Linked DNA regions of Mus musculus: region 2 is linked to region 1. Evidence: chromatin contacts called from public Hi-C data. All regions are on one chromosome and are shown on one strand. The core of a region is the stretch at or near the end of the contact, and the rest is flanking DNA. Distances in the headings are between cores, read along the strand shown. Region 1 has its middle 110 kb from the start of Ccng1. Region 2 has its middle 380 kb from the start of A230004M16Rik.

What was found. A called contact is a pair of places that touch in the nucleus more often than the background predicts.
Region 2: a Hi-C map of cortical neurons shows a contact between it and region 1, with 2.5 times the contacts expected there. The contact joins two enhancer-like sites. A contact is called at or near these places in 3 of 484 Hi-C or Micro-C datasets (cerebral cortex, cortical neurons and embryonic stem cells).

Annotation. Positions count from the first base shown.
Region 1 is chr11:40,863,684-40,867,293 of GRCm38.p6, reverse strand. No RefSeq gene overlaps it. Among named protein-coding and RNA genes, the nearest start is that of Ccng1, 110 kb to the right of the region's middle. Within about 2 kb of position 1,708, at least 10 of the 459 cell types and tissues checked have an H3K27ac peak or open chromatin away from gene starts, as enhancers often do. A contact at or near this core is called in cortical neurons, where this site is marked.
Region 2 is chr11:41,332,198-41,335,807 of GRCm38.p6, reverse strand. No RefSeq gene overlaps it. Among named protein-coding and RNA genes, the nearest start is that of A230004M16Rik, 380 kb to the left of the region's middle. Within about 2 kb of position 1,902, at least 4 of the 459 cell types and tissues checked have an H3K27ac peak or open chromatin away from gene starts, as enhancers often do. A contact at or near this core is called in cortical neurons, where this site is marked.

The DNA of each region.
Region 1 (3,610 bases), core at 459-2,958:
AAAAACTAACCAACACACTAAGTCATATAAACTGGATTATAGATGTAATAAAAAAAAAAACTCAGGAGAAAAACAGATTAGTAAGGGCTAGAAGAGGGAAGCAAGAGGGGAAAACTTGAAAGATAAGTAATCATTTGATAGCCAGGAAGAAGGTCCTGGGAGATTTAGACAACGCAATAGGCCAAGGTAAGCAGTAGAGTGAGTTACCATTGTGATTGCCATCCAGCATGCACATCCAAGATAGATGCAAAAGACATCCTGAGAACTACAATGAAAACTTAATAATTCCAGTGCTACTGGCCTGAGGCAGAATGGAAGTAGAACAAGAAATCAAGTCTTTTCTGCCTGCTAAGTCAGTAAACTTCAAAAGCAGGGGCAAAAGGAATTCTGCCAACTCCAGGACATCCTAGTCTATGTAGCAAGATCCAGGTCAGCCAAGGTTCCTTACTAAGACCCCATCTCAAAAATGAAAAAGAAAGAAAAGCAAGAAAATGAATTCTAGAGTAGTATGAAATGACCTCAGTTGCTAAGTCCAGCCAGGTGACAGTATTCCATTTCACAAAAGCAACGGGAAGGCCCACCCGAGCTGCCAATGAACTAATGAGTGGCTTTCTCACCAGGAACAAGGCTGAAATGGCTGCCATCTAACCACTAATAGATCACAGAGCGGAAGGGATGTGAAATACACAGTGCAAACCCTCGCGTACACCTCGAGGTGTCGGGAATGTCATGTGTGGTAGTAGGCTAGCCATAGTTGCTGAGAATGACCTCTAGTCTGTAGAAGCAGAGCTGCCCAGACCTGGAAAGACCTGAGGATTATCTTCTCCAGTTCTAGCTGAAGTCTGGGGAGACGGGATGACCTGCCCCAGCTCTAGGAGGGATGCTGAGCCGGATGGTGTTTCACCAGATTGCTAACCTGAAGAAACAAGCCACCAGTGCCCTTGAACACGCAAAACCCGTGCTGACTCAAGAATCCTATTTGGAGGATTGCTGAGTGTGAGCTGCCTCTTGTCAGGAGGCCCAGATGACAACGCCAAAATCTGAAAATAGTAGTTTTCAACTCTGCACAAACCACTGACAGAGCAGAAGTTGGACAAAGACCACTATGGAGTTAAACTTCTGTTGCCCAGCTTCCTCCAAACTATCTTTTTATCTTAACTTTCAAGGCCAAAAAAAAAAAAAAAAGAAAAAAAAAAGAAATTCTGCTTTAATCTCCAGAAGTAGTAATAAAACTCATTTTAAAGCTATTATATCTTTCCAGAAGATTCTAGAATTCCCCATCCCTAGAAATGCATGCAAAAATCATTTCACAAAACACTTGGTGTTGTTCCTAATAAAAACAGTACCACACTTGAGTTGGTGGGGCTCCAATTAAGCAAGCTATGTTCTTCTACTGCCCCCATCTGGCAGATGTTGGTAAAAGACAGACTGCATGGTCTGTGTTTTAAGAATCTGCTCTAGTAAAATCTCTCCGGTCCTCATAATTCCTTCTCTCAAACCTTGTAGATGCACAGTTGTAGGGGTAGCTTCTTTGCCAGAAACTTCTACTTATGATGAGTAACCCACGAACAGTTCCAGGATTCTGGAAAGATGATAAACAAGAAAACTGCATTTTCAAATGTATTTTCATCTAGCAAGAACTTGAAGGAAGAAACAGAGCTTTCTCCTTGTCTTGTAAGAATAGATAGTATGGGGCTGGGCAGATGGCACTCCTGATACTCCAGCACTAGAGAGACAGGGACAGAGGCTTCACTGCAAGTAAGCTCAGCCTAGTCTATATAGCAAGTTCCAGATTAGTCAGAATTACTTCGCAAGCCAGACCCTATCTCAAAACACAAAGAGCAAGCAAAGGGAGCGTCAAACAGAGCAATTCTCATCTGATGAATCCAGCCAAATCACAGAGTCCAGGAAGTGGGATACAAGCTGCACCAATGTGCACCTGAGCTGCCATCCTGGTAAGGCATCAGAAAGGAAAGATCAGGGTCTACAGCAATTGTGTGCAGAGTACAACTGGCCTCCGATATCTTGTGCTTCTTGGAAACGGCTTGAGGGCTGACTTGGAGCAGTGTAATATGTCTCTATCCAGGTATCTGTCAGTTCTGATAAGATGCTCTATGCCACAGTAACAATCCATAAAATCTCAGTGTCATAATCCAGGAGAAGTTTATCACACAAATCCACACGGCCAAAGCTCCAAGTGTTTATCACGCTATAATGCACTTGTCTTTTTTCATGACAGACTATAAGCTATTTGGAAGTAGAAACTGGGTTTAGCTCTGTACTGTATCTCTGACATTTAACTCCTGAAGCACATGTGCTCTGAGAATATCAGTCGAACAAGAGTGTGAAACGAGAGTTGAGGAACTGACAAAAGGCAGATCCATAAGGACATCTTTACCAGGAGCTTTGCCACTCCCTTCTGCATCTTCAGATCTTAAGTGGGGATGGCGAATCCAGTGACAATTCTATACTCCAAAAGCATTCATTGGCTTCCCTCAGCCTGTGATATAGGATCATATACCCGGGTAGGCAAATGTGAATTAACGAGGAAGGCTGCCAAGTAGGTATCCATAGCAGCCAGAAGAATACTTGTCCTAGAGGCGAGACTGATAGATCTGAACACACTCCACATCAGCCCATACAGACAAGACTGCTTGGGAGCTACTGGAGAAAATTACACTGTGGCAAAGGAACAGATGTCAAAAGGGAATAGAGTCAAGACCTTGTAAATATGTCAGTGATTTCTTTTAATGGGGGTAAAATATTCCATCTGGAATTGTAAAAGGAAATGAAAGTGAACAGACAACAGAGTCAGAGACAGCTCCAGCTCCTGTTGTTAGGAATCCCACATGAAGACCCCACTGTACAGCTGTTACACATGGTAGAGGGCCTAAGTCAGTCCCATGCATGTTCTCTGGTGGACAGTTCAGTTTCTGGGCCCCTATGGGCTCAGGTTAGTTGATTCTGTAGGTTTTCTTGTGGTGTCCTTGATCCCTCTGGCTCCTTCAATCGTTTCGTCACCCTTGCACAAGATTCCCCAAGCTCGGCCTCATGTTTTGGCCGTTGATCTGCGTCTGTTTCCATCACAGACTGAACTTGGGCTGTAAATAGCTATCTTGAAACTTCTCTCCTAAAGACCGGATCATTTTTCTCTGCTTTTTAGCAAAACCTTGTATGCATTATGATCCAGGCTGTGTATGCTACCAGGCTACCTTTGGCTATCTATATCACAGAGTAAATACAAGAAATCCTCCATAGAAATATTTATGTGTTTTTTTTTTCTTTATTGTCTTTAAGACATGTATCACTATGCTGCCCAGTCTGGCCTTGAGCTCCCAAACCTCCTGTCTCAGACTCCAGTGTCCCCTATGTAATTCCTGAAGAGTTTGTGTCTAAAGTGGAATAGAGTGTTTATCATTAAATTATAAAAAATACCCTGGGATGAAAATATCTGATTGATCTTATAGCTTAGTAAGAAATATATCCAGAGCACTTTATCCATAAATAAGATGTTATAGTAATTTTATTAGTAATCCTGTTTCCATCCTTGCAATTTTAGATTAGATAGTGGCTTATAATTTGTACTGAAAACAAAGCATAAATCTACTAC
Region 2 (3,610 bases), core at 653-3,152, 470 kb before region 1:
ATAAATTTAGAAATTTCTTTATTATTGGCACTAATCTTCTCAGTAAAGAGATTATAAATGACAAGTTTTTTTTCCCTGTCCATTTGGCTACAGGTTTCCTATTTAAGATATAGAAGATCACTTCTGCTGCAAATGACTGAATTTTGTATACTTAACCTTACGATTCAGGCCTTAGAGATGTGCATATGATCTTCATAATCTCTGCCCCTAAATCCCACAGAAAAGGATTAATTAGTTGACATAAAGAAAGTATCTTCCACAAGATCCAAACTGTTGCCTAGAGAATCAGCCACTATGCCCTGGAGCATAAAAGAGGCTCCTGCTGCTCTCTAAAATAATTCACAACAGGGACTGCTGGGGAAATTTGATGTTCTTGTTTCCAAGGAAACATATATGGCTTAGTAGACAAGAGGTCATAATTCACCTCTGTATTTTAATTTGTATGTAAACCCTGTATCTTTCTTTTTATTTCTAAATTTTAACAGTTTTACAGTTTGTTCAGCTGTTGAAGCTTGGGAAGTGTAACATGATTATCAAGAAGATGGGTAGCATTCAATTTTAAAAACTGAATATGTCTCTCTGTGTGTATGTTTATTTGGACAAATGTGAGTGCAGGATAGTCAGAAGCTCAAAAAAGACATCTGATGCTTTGGAACTATTGTTACAGGAGACAGTGTACCTTCCAGAACAGGTGCTGGGAACCAAGGTTAGGTTTTCTACAATAGCAGCAAGGGTTTTCAGCCTCTGAACTATCTCTGTAGCCAACACACATTCAATTTTGATAGCTTATTCAGGGAGACATGACAGAAAAACACGTGAACTTGTTCTGAACTAATAGATAACCCCATGGATTCTACAATCAGAATTATAGAAAATCATATCAAACTACATCCATGCTTCTTATTTGTGATAAGCTATTTCTAGAAAATCAGAAGAATGCCTTTAGGAGCTCAAAGGCTTAACAAATGGCATGGTTTGGGTTTAACATGCATAATCTTATTTCAAAGTTCAAAAGTGTAGTCTCAACAGTTTCTATAATTTTGCAAAGTAGACTAGCAGTGTGTACTACAAGCTATAGGCACTCATTGAAGGAAATTTTCAGAGTTTGTTGTCATATGTAGTTCATGCCTGTATTTCCAGCATTCAGAAATCTGAGGTAGGAAGTGAGGCATAAATGAAGTACATACATAGTTCCCTGCCAGGCCAATATACAAAGAAAGACTTTACTTTGGTAATTAAATAAATAAATTCTGAAAATATACCTTCAAAGTGATTGGGTATTCTTGTAGAAATCCTTATAGAAAATATTTTTTCTCATTTCTTGGTAAAAATAAAAAATAAATGGCTATTTAAACTAACAGCCTCATTAAAGGTTCTACTTATATCTCTTTCTAAATCCTCACATACCCTTGCCTTGCTGAGGTTCAAACCCAAGGCCCTGTTCACACTAGGCAAATGCTTTATACTAAGAAATGCCAGTTGCCTGGGTCTTGATAAGCCGAGGTCATTTTAAGGAAATGATAACATCTACAACTGTACATGGAAAAGGGTGCATAACATATTAAAAGAAATCCTCTTAGTGCTTTCAGAGATCTTGATTTCCTTGTCAACTTGCTAGCATTATTAATAGATTTTTTTCCGTGTCTGTCAGTACCTAAAATGCATTAGGGGATGTTCCACTCTGACACTCAGTCAGCATTGTCGAGTGTCTTAAATATGTAGGGAAATATCCCTCAGTAAGGCAAGCTATCTGAATGACCTCTTTTTTTGGACTCTAGTCCTCTTCCTATTAATGAAGAGACAAAGATACTAACTGGGAAAGATGAAGAAGAGAAAAGCAGGCTGAAATGAATCTCAGTTTCATAACATGTCTCAAGAAGAGTCTACTAAAGGAAGATAGGAAAGCCATATTAAAATAGAGAGAGAATGACATCTACTGGCTAAGATAAGTCAGAATTGGCAGCTAGCAATGTATATTCCTTATAAAGTTAAAAATGCTTCTCTTTTCCTTCTATATATATCATGTAAATTAACGATATTGCAAGTTATCAACCCACAGTGGGAGAGAACCCGTCCTATTGCCTGTGAAGAACTAATGATGAAGCAGTTTATCATTAATTGGCTAACGTTGTATTTAAGAGTGTTTTTATGAATGTCCTTCAATGACTTTGATGTTATTTTTACACATATTTAATTATCTGCTAACTGTCTTATAAAATAATCATCATTGTTTTTTATGTGTGAATTTTTGTTTGAGCTTATTCATTTTAGTAACCATAAGAGCTTCTTTCACTAAAATTGTACTCCTAAGAATAATCATTGGAAAATTCTTTGTGACCTTGAATTTGGCAATTAGAATTTAGATGCTTTATTTACAGCACAGTCCCAGAAATTAGATGACTGATTGGAGTTTACTAATGTTAAGAGCTATTCTGCAAGGCATACTATTGTTTTGAGAGAACTAAAATTCAAAACATAGGATGAAATAAAACTCCCCGAATCATATGGTTGTTGAAGGATATGCTACTTTAATATAACCAAGAACTCAGGAAAACTCAGAGATAGAAAACCACAAAGAAATATTTTTAAATACCCCCACATAGTCTGATAAACATTACACCAAACACCCTAGGTCTGCTCTTTCTTGCTTCTCTCTCCATCATTCTTTTTTTTCTTTTCTTCCCTTCTCTCCATCTGTGTCTTCTCTATATCTCATCTCTTTTCTCTGTGTCAGTCATTCGCTCAGTCCCCTTCCTTTCCTCTCTTTCTTCTCTCGTGATCTTTCCACTTTTCTACTCTCTCCCTCTTCACCTGGATGAAAATAAAATGCTGCAAGAAGCATGGCTCCAAGTGTCACAAGGTTTGCTGCCATGAAGAACTATGCATCTAGTGCCTCCAAAGGATCAGAACAAACATGGAATAAAACCTGCTAAACTGTGAGTCAAAAATGAATCTCTCCTCCTTAGGCATTTTATCCCAACAAGAGGAAGCTGACTAACAAAGCAAACAGGGAATCTTCCTTAAATAAGATAGTCACTTGAAAATACTGTGGGTCTAAAACTGAGTGAAAAAAATTTAATGTTTCTTTGAATTCTATAATATATACATAAAAATTTGAGGGGATAATTTGATAAAAAGAAAAGCAATCAGATCCAGTGGAACTTTTTAATGAAGAGAGAGGGGATACTGAGACTGGAACCCAGTGAAGTAGGGCCAGGATGGATTTACATTCATAGTGAAGAGAGGAAAACAAACAAACAAACAAACAAACCTCATGGGCATGTTTCCCATGGTGAGTATTCAGCCTAGCCCTTTAAAACAGGAAATGTTTGGGTTATATTTTCAAAGTGCAAACCCAGCTAGTTACTGTAAAGCGTGGGAAATAAACTTGGGCTACCATGGAAGTCAAGGCTGTCGTAGTCAGTCATGTAGCCCCAACACATGTTTAACAAGGACGAGGTCCTTCAGATCACCTCTCAGCTCCATTATCTCTCCAAAAATGAGAGTCTGCCTGTAACTTGTTTGAAGACCTATAAGTTCCCCATTAATCAACCTTCTGTAAAGACCATAAACAAACATAGACTGAAGATTTCCTACAGGTGCTGGTGCT